Linked DNA regions of Bos taurus: region 1 is linked to region 2. Evidence: chromatin contacts called from public Hi-C data. All regions are on one chromosome and are shown on one strand. Each heading gives the region's core, a stretch centred on a gene start, on an enhancer-like site or on the middle of the called end of the contact. The rest is flanking DNA. Distances are from core to core; before and after follow the strand shown. Region 1 has its middle 16 kb from the start of TRNAG-CCC. Region 2 holds the start of RASGEF1B (RasGEF domain family member 1B).

Region 1 (6,045 bases), core at 197-2,696, 43 kb before region 2:
ATTCTAAGGATACCAACTGAATCTCCATAAAGTATTTTCTAATTGGAAGGAATAAAATGAATATACAAGACCTACCATGATAGGTGTTTATTCTTTGTTATCTAAAGTCATTCCCATACAATGCTGTCAAGTACATATTATAAGCCCCATCTTTTAGAGATGAAGACCCAGATGTTCACAGACATTTAGCAACTCACTCCAGTGTCACTCAGCTTGTATGTGGCAGAACTGGAATTTGAAAACACATCTGCTTGATATCAAAGCTTTTTTCTTTCTCTTTCCAATCAGTCTTTTACTAGTAGCTGACCGTGGTACTAATCTTTTAAGACCGAAGGGTATAACCTGTTAGTATGTATTCTAAGTAGGTAATTGGATGGAAAGAAATTAGTTTTGCCTATATAATGGCTTTCTTATCTTTAAGACAAAATTAAAATTGCGTGAGGGACAGCTTCTCTTTATCAAATAAAGAGGAGGGATCATTAGGAAATAAACTCAACAGATAGAGAAATAAAGCCTTGCCCATCTTGGTTAACTAACAGAAAAGTCCTGAGTTTAGACAAACTTCAGGCTGCCTGATTTCTCGGAGACGCAGCAAGAATGTCAAGGTATATTTTCTACTGCTTGAAAAAGGGTCTTTCAAAGACAGGATTTTTTTTTCTTTCTTCTTTAATTTCAGAAGATCAGCTAAGATAGCAGTATAAGTTTAATCTCTAATATTTTCCAAAATAAAATCGAGGCCTGATTGTCAAGAAAACAAAATGGAAAAAAAAAAAAAGCAAGTCTTTTAAATTCTTTCTGGAAACCCAGATCCTCTTTCCACCTATGAACATCAACTGCATAACCCATTCTCCCTAACCCTGGGTCCTCCACCGACCCTGGAAATGGAGTATGTGTTTGTTTTCTTTGCTGGGTTTTTTGTTTTTCTTGTGGTTCTCACTGAATGGGAGATCCTGGTGTCCTGGGCTGCTTGTGGGCAGAGGGTATCTCCAGAAGCTGCCTGACCCAGGCAGGATGTCATATGGCAGAGAGAAGAAAGGATTCAGCCCGACTCACAGCTAGGCAACTCCTCCTGAGAAACTTCCGAGCCCCAGGTATGAAATGACTACAGACACGTTCATTTACTGGACATCTTTGTTTCTAGTTGTGCCCACTGCTTCTCCTTCAGTCAGATCCGGAAACTCATGTAAGAAGCCATACTTCTGTAACTCCTCCCACTGATAGATATCATTCTGAGACTGGATAATTAGAGGAAGGGAAAGGATGAGGGGGAGGGAGGGGGCTTTTTGGAGGAGGATGAAGCTTTCTTTACATGGAAAAACCATTTCCTTTTATTCTAACCTCGGGCTTCTTTTAATTTTAAGCTATTAATTTGAAAGAGCTAATCAGTTGCCACAGGCATACACACATTGCCAAGATTGCAAAATACCTCTCCTTTCCTAATCAACCCCAGAGTGATCATGATTTATATGTATAACGTGCACTTAGCCTGAAAAGCCCAGGCACTTTCTGTAGGATGATTCGCAGAGATTATTCAGTAGGATTTTCTAATCCATTCTAATGGCTGAGAGGCCCAGGGAGAACTGCAGTGTCTTCACGATTGAATAAGAGAGTGAACACACACACTTCATAAAAACAAACAAAACCCCCCAAACCACAAACTCTAAGAAGAGCTTTTACAAAACTTCCTTACCCATTGATTTGGCCCAGTGTCATTTTGTTTTGAATGTTTTATCGTTCTCGGTGGAGTACTTGTGGAAATGTCCTGCTGCTGCTGCTGAGTTGCTTCAAGGTTTACATAGCACAAGCTTTCATTGCTGCTCTGATACCAAATATTTACTGGGAAGCAGGATGGGTTTCTTCATTTAAATGAGAATTATTTGGTTTGACTTAATGAAGCAGGAATTAACTGTTAGCTCTCTCACTTAACCCACTGCTGTGATGTATCTATCTTTATTAAGGAAACCTAATATCGCCTTGGCAGATCACAGCAACACTATGGTTTTGAGGGAATTGGTAAGAAAGAACACCGGTTCTAATTGAAATGACAGCAGGAATTTGAGCAGAATGCAGTAGTCTGCATTGAAATGTTCCCACCATCGCAGTTAGAGTTTGTGTCCTGACTTCTACCCAAATGATGAATCAGACCTTCACTGACCTTGCAAAGCAATGTTTTGACCACACTCTTAAGTCTACTCTGGGGACTTCATTTCCATAATGGGGTGTTCATTCAAGGAAAAGCATAACTCCATCTTCATTAAGTGTCAGACTCAGCATAGCAACTTCCCCTGGGCTTCTGCTATTCAAGTCAACTGCAGTGTTGACCCAATTAAGATTATGAAATATCTTGGGAACATTATCCTAGGGGACATGGTTGGGAAATGGTCAGTTTACACTTAATTGAATTTGACTCATCTTTTGCAAAAAGTCTTTCTCAAAGTGAGGTGTATTCAATATTGTCATTAAAATAAAATCAACATTAAAGTAAGTAGATTTCTTAGGTAAAACATGTTTATCATTAAGGTCATTACAGTATTAGAGATAAAGGGTCACAAGAAAAAAGAATGTAGGAGCCAAGAGAAGTTACTGAAGACTAGTTTTTCAAATAGAAATTCTATTCGAGATGCTACTTTATGATAATGCTATTTTATTTTATTTCCTGCTTCTCAAAAATCTCAATATACTTTACCAAAAATATCCTTTTTTATTGCTGTCTTAGGTTCTGAATTTCATAACTTCAAAAATATGCCTTTTCCCGGTAATAAGAGAGAATTCTTTAACTGTTTTTTACAGTAAATCGCATAGCAGATTGCTAAAACATCATTTTGGTTTAATTTGGAATAATTTTTTTGTCCCTTTTTATACATTGTTGTCGCTATTTCCTAATTGAATATTTTAAGACATAAATAATATATTAAAATATTATTTAAATAATATATTTATATATTAAACATACATAGATATTAATATATATTATATATAATATATTAATATATAGATAGATAATATATTTAACCCCATACTGCCTAGATTGGACTGGAACATGAATATCTTCAAGCCACATTCTTCTTAGGGAATTTGTTTTCAATCTGGTATTGGAAACACGGGAAAATAAGTAGTAGAATATGGAATTAACTTGTTGTGTTGCATGTCAATAACTAGGGTTGCTGTATCAGTTGGACCTCAGATCCAATACATGCCCAGTAACTTTTTGGATAGTTGTAGGTGGATCAATTACTTGGTGACGATGTGTCTGCAGAACACATAGATACCTTGGAATGACGCATTGATAATTCAATTCTCCTCAGCCAATTTTTAACACATCTCTGTGTGTATAAAGGGAATTGAGTGTGTTCCTCTCAGGATGAGATACTCTGTAGTTCATCCGGTCTAAGATTTCTCTCTCCTTGTTCTAACTGAGGTGATCCCATTTTAACGTGCCTGTTACCTATCAAAGTGGGTGTCAGAGTACATTTCCCCCACAAGAGACGGCTTCTGTGGATAAGCGATGCAGGAATATCTAGATTGTCACATGCTCTAGAAACCTGTTGGGTTTTACAAATGATCTAAATTTAGAGTTGCTAGTTTAGGGTATGCGAGCGTGTGGGAGACTGTCAGTCAAAAGCAGAGCTTAACATTTACAGTGACTTTGGATATTGAAATAGGATTCCTTTTTGTCCTCAGCTGTAAGCTCCAAAATGGAGTGGAACGAGTTAATTAAAACATCGGTGGCTTAATACTTTTCAGCCACTGATCGCTTCCAGTCAGCACCCCCCAGGAACATTCTCTGTAATTGTGAAGCTCATCCAGAGCCAATAGAAAGATTCCTTAACAAACACAGTAATTTCTTCTAAGCTCTTTCTACCCTCTCTTTTAAGATCTGAAGGTGACAGTTTTGTGGACTATTTGTTGATGCTTCAACCCCTCTATGATACCATGGAAAATGTAAGGAATATCACATTTCACAAGCATATACCTAGAAAATAGCTTTATCAGCAGGCATCAACTTATCTTTTCCTATGCACAGACTTTGAACAGTCTGCCCACCAGCAATTGGCTAAATCCTGAGGAATAAATAACAACAAAATCCTTCATAGGTTTCTAAGGTTATTTTTGGCCCTTGGTGTCCTAGATATAGAAATATGCAGGAAGAGATTTATTTGTATGTTGAACTCTTTGCTCTGTGTGGAATTATTTGAAGAATTTTTTTTTTCACCAAAATATTTTACTATACAAGGAGTGAGAATGTATTCATGGAATGTTCCTCTTCTAGAAGTTGCTCACTGGTGGCCCACAGGCCACATAGCCTGCAGACATGCTTTTTGTGGTCTATGTATTTTCTAATTATTTGACTTAGGAGGCCTTTTATGTGAACTGGAAATTTCACATAGAAATAGATTTCAGGATTAAAAAAAAAAATCTGTCATCTGTCTGCACTATCTTGAGGCAGGAGTTAAGTAGAAACTGCCCTTCAGATGTGACTCAGTCCCTCCATAGATGGGAGTGGACCCTCCTCTATCAGGCATAAGTTCTCTAATTGCCCTCTTCAAATGGGACACGCACCTTTTTCACCCCCTTTAGGTAAGCATGGGCCCTCAAGTTTGCCGCAGTTCTCCACAAATCACAAATCAAATCCTACTGTAGGCTTACCAAAGACATTTGCTTTTGTGATCACTGCTCTTGACAAAGAACTTTTTGATATGAGAATCTTAATTATCAGTAACAGGAGAGAAACTAAGTCAGAAAGAGAAAACCAAACATCGTGTGTTAATGTGTATGTGGAATCTGAAAAAAGTGGTACAGACCATCTTATTTACAAAGCAAAAATAGAGACACAGATGTGGAGAACAAAAGTACTATACCAGATACCAATGGAGAAACTGGGGGTGGGATGAGTTGGGAGATTGACATTGACACATATACATGATTGATACTATTAATATATATAAAATAGTAACTAATGAGAACCTACTATATATAGCACAGGGAACTCTACTCAGTGCTCCGTGGTGATCTAAATGGGAAGGAAAACAACAAAAGAGGAAATTATATGTATATGTATAGCTGATGCACTTTGCAATACAGTAGAAACTAAAACATTGTAAAGCATCTGTATTGCAATGCAAATTTAAAAAAAACAGAAACTATGATAAATACTTTTCTGAGTTCCTTAAATAACTTCTTTTCCATGAAGATGAACCGTCATTCATTAAGTGCCTGTCATGTGCCCGGCATCATTCTTACCCTGTCTCATGTGATCATTACAAAAACTCCATCAAGTAGTTATTTATAGACTAGGAAAATGGAGCTCAGAGAGATTGAGTAATTTGCCTAAAATCCCACAGCTCTTAACTGGCAGCACTAAATTGCATTTCTAGGCCCTCCTGTTTCCAAGTTTTCTTCCCTGGTGGCTCAAGAATCCGCTTGCAGTGAAGGATGCTCAGGTTCAACCCCTGGGTTGGGAAGATCGCCTGGAGAGGGGAATGGCAACCAATCCAGTAATCGTGCCTGGGAAATCCCATGGACAGAGGAGTCTGTGGGCCACAGTCCATGGGGTCGCAAAGAGTCGGACATGACTGAGCAACTAACACTTCCACTTCCTGGTTCCAAAGCCCAGGCTCCTCCGCTAAACCTCCTGAAGACTTCAGATGACTTGACACAGAATCTCATTCCTCTTACCACGTCCCTGTTGAGAGTAAGGAACTGAGTCAGAGAGGTGGAAGAGAGAAAGGGAAAATTTAAACTTTTTTTTCTCAGTGGCTACGTAAACATTTCCTTCTTAGAATTACAAGAAAATTTCCTATTTTGGTTTTTGTAATTCCTCAGGACAAATTATGAAACTTAAATATGGATCCTCTAGGCCACTAGCAGGTTGGCATCCACGTGGCTTTTCTTTGCTTTCCACTGGCTGTGTATTCTCACCTCTCAATTGCTGCACAGCTGTAAGGAGCTCAAATTGTAATAAAAGTGGTTTAGTGCCAACTGTACGTTTATAATGGTCTTTGATTTCCCCCTAGGCTTTGAAAATCTCTCTTAATTATCTGTCTG
Region 2 (6,304 bases), core at 3,596-6,095:
GAATTCAATACCAAAAAAGGCTGCTGTTCTATTGGGAGCATTGTTGTTCAGTCACTAAACCATGTCCAACTCTTTGTAACCCATGAACTGCAGCATGCCAGGCTTCCCTGTCCTTCAGCATCTCCTGGAGTTTGCTCAAACTCATGTCCATTGAGTTGGTGATGCCATCCAACCATCTCATCCTCTGTCATCCCCTTCTCCTCCTGCCTTCAGTCTTTCCCAGCATCAAGGTCTTTTCCAATGAATCAGCTCTTTGCATCAGGTGGCCAAAGTATTGGAGCTTCAGCTTTAGCATCAGTCCTTCTGATGAATATTCAGGACTGATTTCCTTTAGGATGGACTAGTTTGATCTCCTTTCAGTTCAAGGGACTCTCAAGAGTCTTCTCTCCAGCACTACAATTCGAAAGCATCAATCCTTTGGCACTCAGCCTTTTTTATGGTCCAACTCTCACATCCATACATGACTACTGGAAAAAACTATAGCTTTGACTAGACAGGCCTTTGTTACTGTTTTTCTTACGCTGAAGCCTTGGTCCATTCCTTTATACTTTTCCCTGTTTAGTTCTATTTGGTGTTCTGGAGCCTTATTCCTCTTTGATATGATGCACTTTAAGCATTTGAAGGCTATCTTTGTGAGATTTTTATTTAAATTTCTTGTGTCTTAAGAAAATCATAAGCCACAAAAATGATATTTAACTTGTGTCTGAGACAAGTGATAAACATTGCTTCGCAATGAAAAGAACTGGTCTCTGGTTTATCTACATATATCTACCAGTTTTAAGAGCAATGAAAAAGCCAGACTCTGGTTTAATTTATATACACATAGTTACTAGTTTTAACAGAAATATCTTGGACATGTGATATGACCAAGAAATAGAGGATTTTTTTCAGATATTATTTCAAAAATCTTAGAGTAATTATATCCATTCTGTAGAGTGGATTGGAACATTGGAATCAGAGAGATACAAGTTTAATTCATGGCTTCTTCATTTGAATGTTCTTGGCAGTTATTTACCTTCTTAAGCCTTAATTCCTTATCTCATAAATGGAGAAAACAGTACCTATATCCCAGAGTTTTGGTGAGGACAAACGATAATGTACACAAATATGAAAGTGAAAGTGTTAGTCGCTCAGTCCATAAAATGAACATGATGAAATACTCAGCAGCGAGTAAACGAAGTGAACACCATCAACTTATGTCAACATGGATGGATAGATGATCAAAACTTAGAAAAAACCACGAGAAAGAAAATGAGATGGATTACACAATAATGTTTAGGTAAATAAACTCTTGTGGTGCTCACATAAAATACACGTCATCGTTCATGAAAGGCAGATCAAAACATCCGTACCACATCTGTGAGAAGGAGTAAGTGGCTTTGGGTGAGAAGTGGGGTCTTAGATGGGAAATGAAAGAGAGTGAAATAAAAGGAGGAATGTGGGACATGAATCAGTCGTGACGACTGTTGTAATTTTGTGAGCTTCAGGTCCAAAGGGAAGGGAAAGAAAAATAATGTTCAGCACAGAGCTGGCCATATAGAAGCTCAATACAAGTGGCTGTTTTTATTACCCAAGTGAGGTCCTACTCAGCAGGGGTTTATTTGCATCAATTTGACCAACATTACTGAGCTTACCAACATGTCAGAGACAAGAGCTGAGCCAATGGAGTCCAAAGACCAGAAAGAAACTATGACAAGTAGAGGATGGAATGAATATCTTTTCATGATAAAAGATAATTAAATACATACTCATAAAAGCTATTATTTACCATTTGTGAGGCATTCATTCATTCAACCAACATATGGATAGTGAGTGTGTATTGTGTGTTAGATACTGTTGTAGACATTGGAAACAGCAGAAAGACCACAACTCCAGCAACAAACCACAAACTTGGCTCTTATGGAACTTATAATGAAGGGAGGGAAGCAAATGCTAATAAGTAAAATAGACAGTATGTTAAATGGTAGAAAGTGCTGTGGAAGAAACAACAAAGCAGAGAAGGCTGAGATGGATGGGGGAGGGGTCTACAGTTTTAAATAGGGAGATCAGGGGACTTCCCTGGTGGTACAGTGGCTAAGACTCCACTCTCCCAATGCAAGGGGCCGGGATTTGATCCCTGGTCAGGGAACTAGATCCCACATGGTACAAATAAGATCCCACATACTGCAGCTAAAGATCCTGCATGCCACAACTAAGACCTGGCCTTGTGTATATGTGTGCTCAGTCGGGTTCACTCTTTGCCACACCATGGTCTGTAGCCCACTAGGCTTCTCTGTCCGTGGGATTTTTCAGGCAAGAATACTGGAGTGGGTTGCGATTCCCTTCTCCAGGAGATCTTCCCCACCCAGAGATCAAACCCATGTCTCCAGTATCTCTTGCATTGGCAGGCGGATTCTTTACCACTAGCGCCACCTGGGAAGCATTAAACAAATACTAAAACGAATTTAAAAAATAATAATGAGGTCAGAGAATGCTTCTCCAAGGGATACTTTTCCAAGCTTATTTTGTGTATTACATCTTTTCATCTTGTTCCATGAAGAATTTGCTTTTATAAAGCATGACTGCTATTTTTTAGATGAGTCAGCTGGGCCTCAAGAATCCTTCCTTGCCTTTTCTAAGGTTTGATCACTGGGTAAGAGATAGAGGATTAGAGTTTGAGCCACCTAACTCTGGAGCAGTCTTCTTATGTATTACTCTCACACAGAGAGCTGGAAGGGGCCCTGGGGGATGAGCCAGAATGGGGAGCAGGAATGTGGTTTGGAAAAGCACCGAATCAATAGTATCATAGTATCTATTATATATTTTTGAGAAATTAAAACAAACTTCTTTTATTTGGATGGAAGAAAGAAAAACTGCAGAATGTAAAACTGGGCAAATCTTTTGGGCTGGTGGGTATATCCGGAGGCTACTACAAAGGATGTCAAACATTTCCATTAAGAAATCATGATTTACTCCAACTATTATTTATTGCTACAGGAGCAGGAACCTCAGGATTGGAAATGACTTGCCCAACCTGTTATGGCTTTTTGCTGCAGAACCAGGGTGGAAAACTGAGCTGGAAAAACTAGCCAACCAGCACAACCACAACAGGGCTGGGCCACACAAGCCTGGTGCTTTACTCTGAATAGCTAGCTGGCCATGCCAAGCTGTCTTGACCTTATGGCTCCTTCTTTAAACTGTAGAGAAGCTCAGATAAGTGAGAGTGGCTTCCTGAGTCATGGTGCGGGGAGGGGGGAAGGGGATGGGGAGGTAGAGGGGAGTTGTGGGGTGGGGGAGACCCATTTGTAGAAGAGAAGGATGGAGTATAATTAATGAAAGAGAAACCCCAGGAGGCACCGATGAAGAAGCTGAGGGAAGGGATGAGCTAAGCACAGGCAAGGTGAGCTTCAAGAGCACTGTTTCCATCCCAGGAAGGAGGAGGGAGGGAGGGAAGATGGCACAGAGACAAAAAAACATTCCTCTATCTCAGTAATCCTAATTATAGTCCTATAGGCCAGGTATGAATAATGTTGTTTTATACATGGGAAAACGGAAGCTCAGAAAAGCTGCTTTACTTATCCAAGGTCACATAGCAGGCAAGAGTCTGTGTGTGTGTGTGTGTGTGTGTGTGTGTTTTATATTGTATTGGAGCATAGAGCCAACTGGGTTTCCCTGGTGGTTCAGACTGTAAAGAATCCGCCTGCAATCGAGACCTGGGTTTGATCCCTGGGTTAGAAAAATGCCCTGGAGAAAGGAATGGCTACCCACTCTAGTACTGTGACCTGGAGAATTTCATGGACAGAGGAGCCTGGCAGGCTACAGTCCATGGTGTGGCAAAGAGTAGACAGGACTGAGCTACTTTCAGTTCACTTCACTTCATATAGCCAATTAACAATGCTGTGATAGTTTCAGGTAGACAGCAAAAGGACTCAGCCATACATACACATGTATCCTCCTGATGCTTTAAGATTTTGTCCTTTTCTTGCATCTCTTCCTTCCCCTGTTTTTCATCTTTTCTTCCCTCCAGTCTCTTTTTCTTCGTACAAGGTGAAGTACTGGGGGTTTTACCTCTTTTTCTAAAATAGTTATCAAGTATCCAATGATAAAGTATAAGGTTACCATGACAGCAAGACATTTACTGAGGTCAGGCCACCCCTTTGCCTCCAGAATCTTATTTCACAGCACAGTTCCCTTTCATTGTTGCACCTGTAACAGCCTCAATTTTACGTTTTGTTCGGGTGACGATTTTTTAAATGTTTGTCCTCCACTAAACTGTAAGCTTCATAATGTCAGGGACCAACCTGGAGTGTGCCCCCAGCGTTTGGCACAACCCTAGCACTCAGGTTTTCTGTAAATATTTGCTGAGCGAATGTTCTTGTGGTTTCTCTCCGCTCTCTTCTGAAAGTTACACGGACAATAACCTCTAGCTCATAATTATGTTAATAGAGACGGTATAACAAGTCGAGCCGGTACTTACAGGTAGCACACAAGTAAACGAACACACACAGGCACACACATGACTGCACAAACAGCCCCCGGCAGGTGCACTTGGGAGGAAGCGCACGCCGACCGAGCGAGCCGAACCAGCGCTGGTAAACACTGCGGCGCCGGGCTCCGCCGGCCTCCGCAGCGTGGGAGGGTACGGAGGCAACCTCGCTGCTGGAGTCCCGGGCCTCAGGGGACGCGTGGGCGGGTCCCGGGCGCCGGGGGCGGTGGCGGAGTGGGCGGGGATCTTCGCCGTGATTGGCCCGTGAGGACGGGCGCGGGGCGGGGCTGACGGCGGGGGCGGGCCTTCGGAGCCAAGTGGGTGTGCGCCCCGGCCGCGGCCGTAGTTTCAGTATAAACAAGGCACCGGACTGGTTGGACAGAGTTCTTTTTTTCCCCCTCATCTTCCCGCGCGCTTTCGTTCCCTGTCCTTTGGTTGCGTTGGTGGGCACACGGAAAAAAGTCGGGAAGCCGAGGACGAGGGGTCCATCTGCAGGTGAGTTGTTCCCTGATCAGTAGTTCTCTTGGGAGAAACCAGAGCCCGGCTGCGGGAACGCGCGACCCTGCCGCGCGCTGCCCTCTCCCAGGCTCTCGGACTCGCTCCCGCTGTCGGTGCCCCTGGAGGCTGCGGGAGAGCAGGGCGAGCGAACGCTCCTGGTGCAGAGCGTTCCGCGAAAGCGAGTGGAGTGGGGACTTCTCCTGCCTGGCCACCGAGGGCGTCTGGGGCCACCTTTGGAGCGGTCACGGTGCCAACAGGTGCGGGACCCAAGTCGATGGGGTCCAGGAGGGGACAGGCTTGGGCTTTTGCCTTGTTTTTCTCAGTCGGATCCCACAGCCAGGCCTCTGTCTCGAGATCTTGGTACAGTTTTTGAGGATCTGTCCGAGTCCTAGTCGCTGTTCATCCTTTCTTCATCCTCTTCGCCCTTCCTAGGTTGTTTTCTTCTACTTCTTGGCTAGTTTTCGTGCGTGGGTGGGGGGGGGAGGGGTGCTGTTTATTTTTGGTGTCGGAGCCTTAAAATCTTAAGGTTTGACTCTTAAAAGAGACAAGGGAACAGAAGTCATGTGCTCACCACTGACACGGTGATATTCTTTAATTCCTCCGTTTGGCTGGCTACTTGGGACAGAGTGTCCCCTTGCTCTTGCCTGAGCTCAGGTGAGTCGTCTTGGGTCACCTGGCTGGGAGATAGTAATCTGAACTGTGGGTACCTGGGAGCCTCGCGGGCTGCTGGCGGGAGGGAAGCTTCTTTCTCGGGGAACCGTGGAAACTTCAGTGCTGTTCCTGAGAAAAAGCAGAACAGGGGGGCTGGAGGGTACGTAGGTGTGTCTGTCTGTCTACGTACCACTGGAATATTGATTCTCACCTTACCCCAACGTGATCCGCGCAGATCAAGGGAGAGCAACGTAGCTAAGTCCTCTGACAGTGCAGAGTGGCGCAAGTGTACCAAGAGGGCATCTCTAGGGAGCGACCCTCTTTTCTGAGTGGATGGATATGCCCATCTTTGCTAACGAATACGGTGGGTATAGTGTATATGGATGGATATGCACACAAATTTGTGTACGTGTGTTTGGGTCGAAAGCGTCTCCAAGGAGTCATTCGTCAGCAGCACCATGTGACGGTGGTCAGGGACTGCTGGTGCGCGTAGATCTATATTTAGACCTCGATGATCTGATGGCCTGGGAGGGTCTCTGAACTGGGTGCATAAAGGGGAAGAGTTCAGGGATCAGGCTTTTGCCCTCTTGATTAATGTCTGGTACAGTCAGACTCAGATGGGGTGAATAATTATTCTTTCCTTCTGAAGACAGCGGCTAGAGCTTAGCATGTGATGGCTGTGTCTTAATT

The links. Hi-C and Micro-C count contacts between places; a contact is called where the count stands out from the background.
Region 1: a contact with region 2 is called in a Hi-C map of liver, with 2.5 times the contacts expected there. The contact joins the enhancer-like site here to the promoter of RASGEF1B in region 2. A contact is called at or near these places in 2 of 11 Hi-C or Micro-C datasets (liver and skeletal muscle).

Annotation. Positions count from the first base shown.
Region 1 is chr6:96,290,957-96,297,001 of ARS-UCD2.0, reverse strand. It overlaps a transcript of RASGEF1B not described here. Among named protein-coding and RNA genes, the nearest start is that of TRNAG-CCC, 16 kb to the left of the region's middle. Within about 2 kb of position 1,446, at least 2 of the 102 cell types and tissues checked have an H3K27ac peak or open chromatin away from gene starts, as enhancers often do. A contact at or near this core is called in liver, where this site is marked.
Region 2 is chr6:96,251,144-96,257,447 of ARS-UCD2.0, reverse strand. It overlaps RASGEF1B (RasGEF domain family member 1B), which reads left to right and starts at 4,845. Exons shown (of 14, transcript NM_001083649.1): 1 at 4,845-4,960. It overlaps LOC112447109 (a long non-coding RNA gene), which reads right to left and starts at 4,775. Exons shown (of 3, transcript XR_003035202.2): 1 at 4,457-4,775.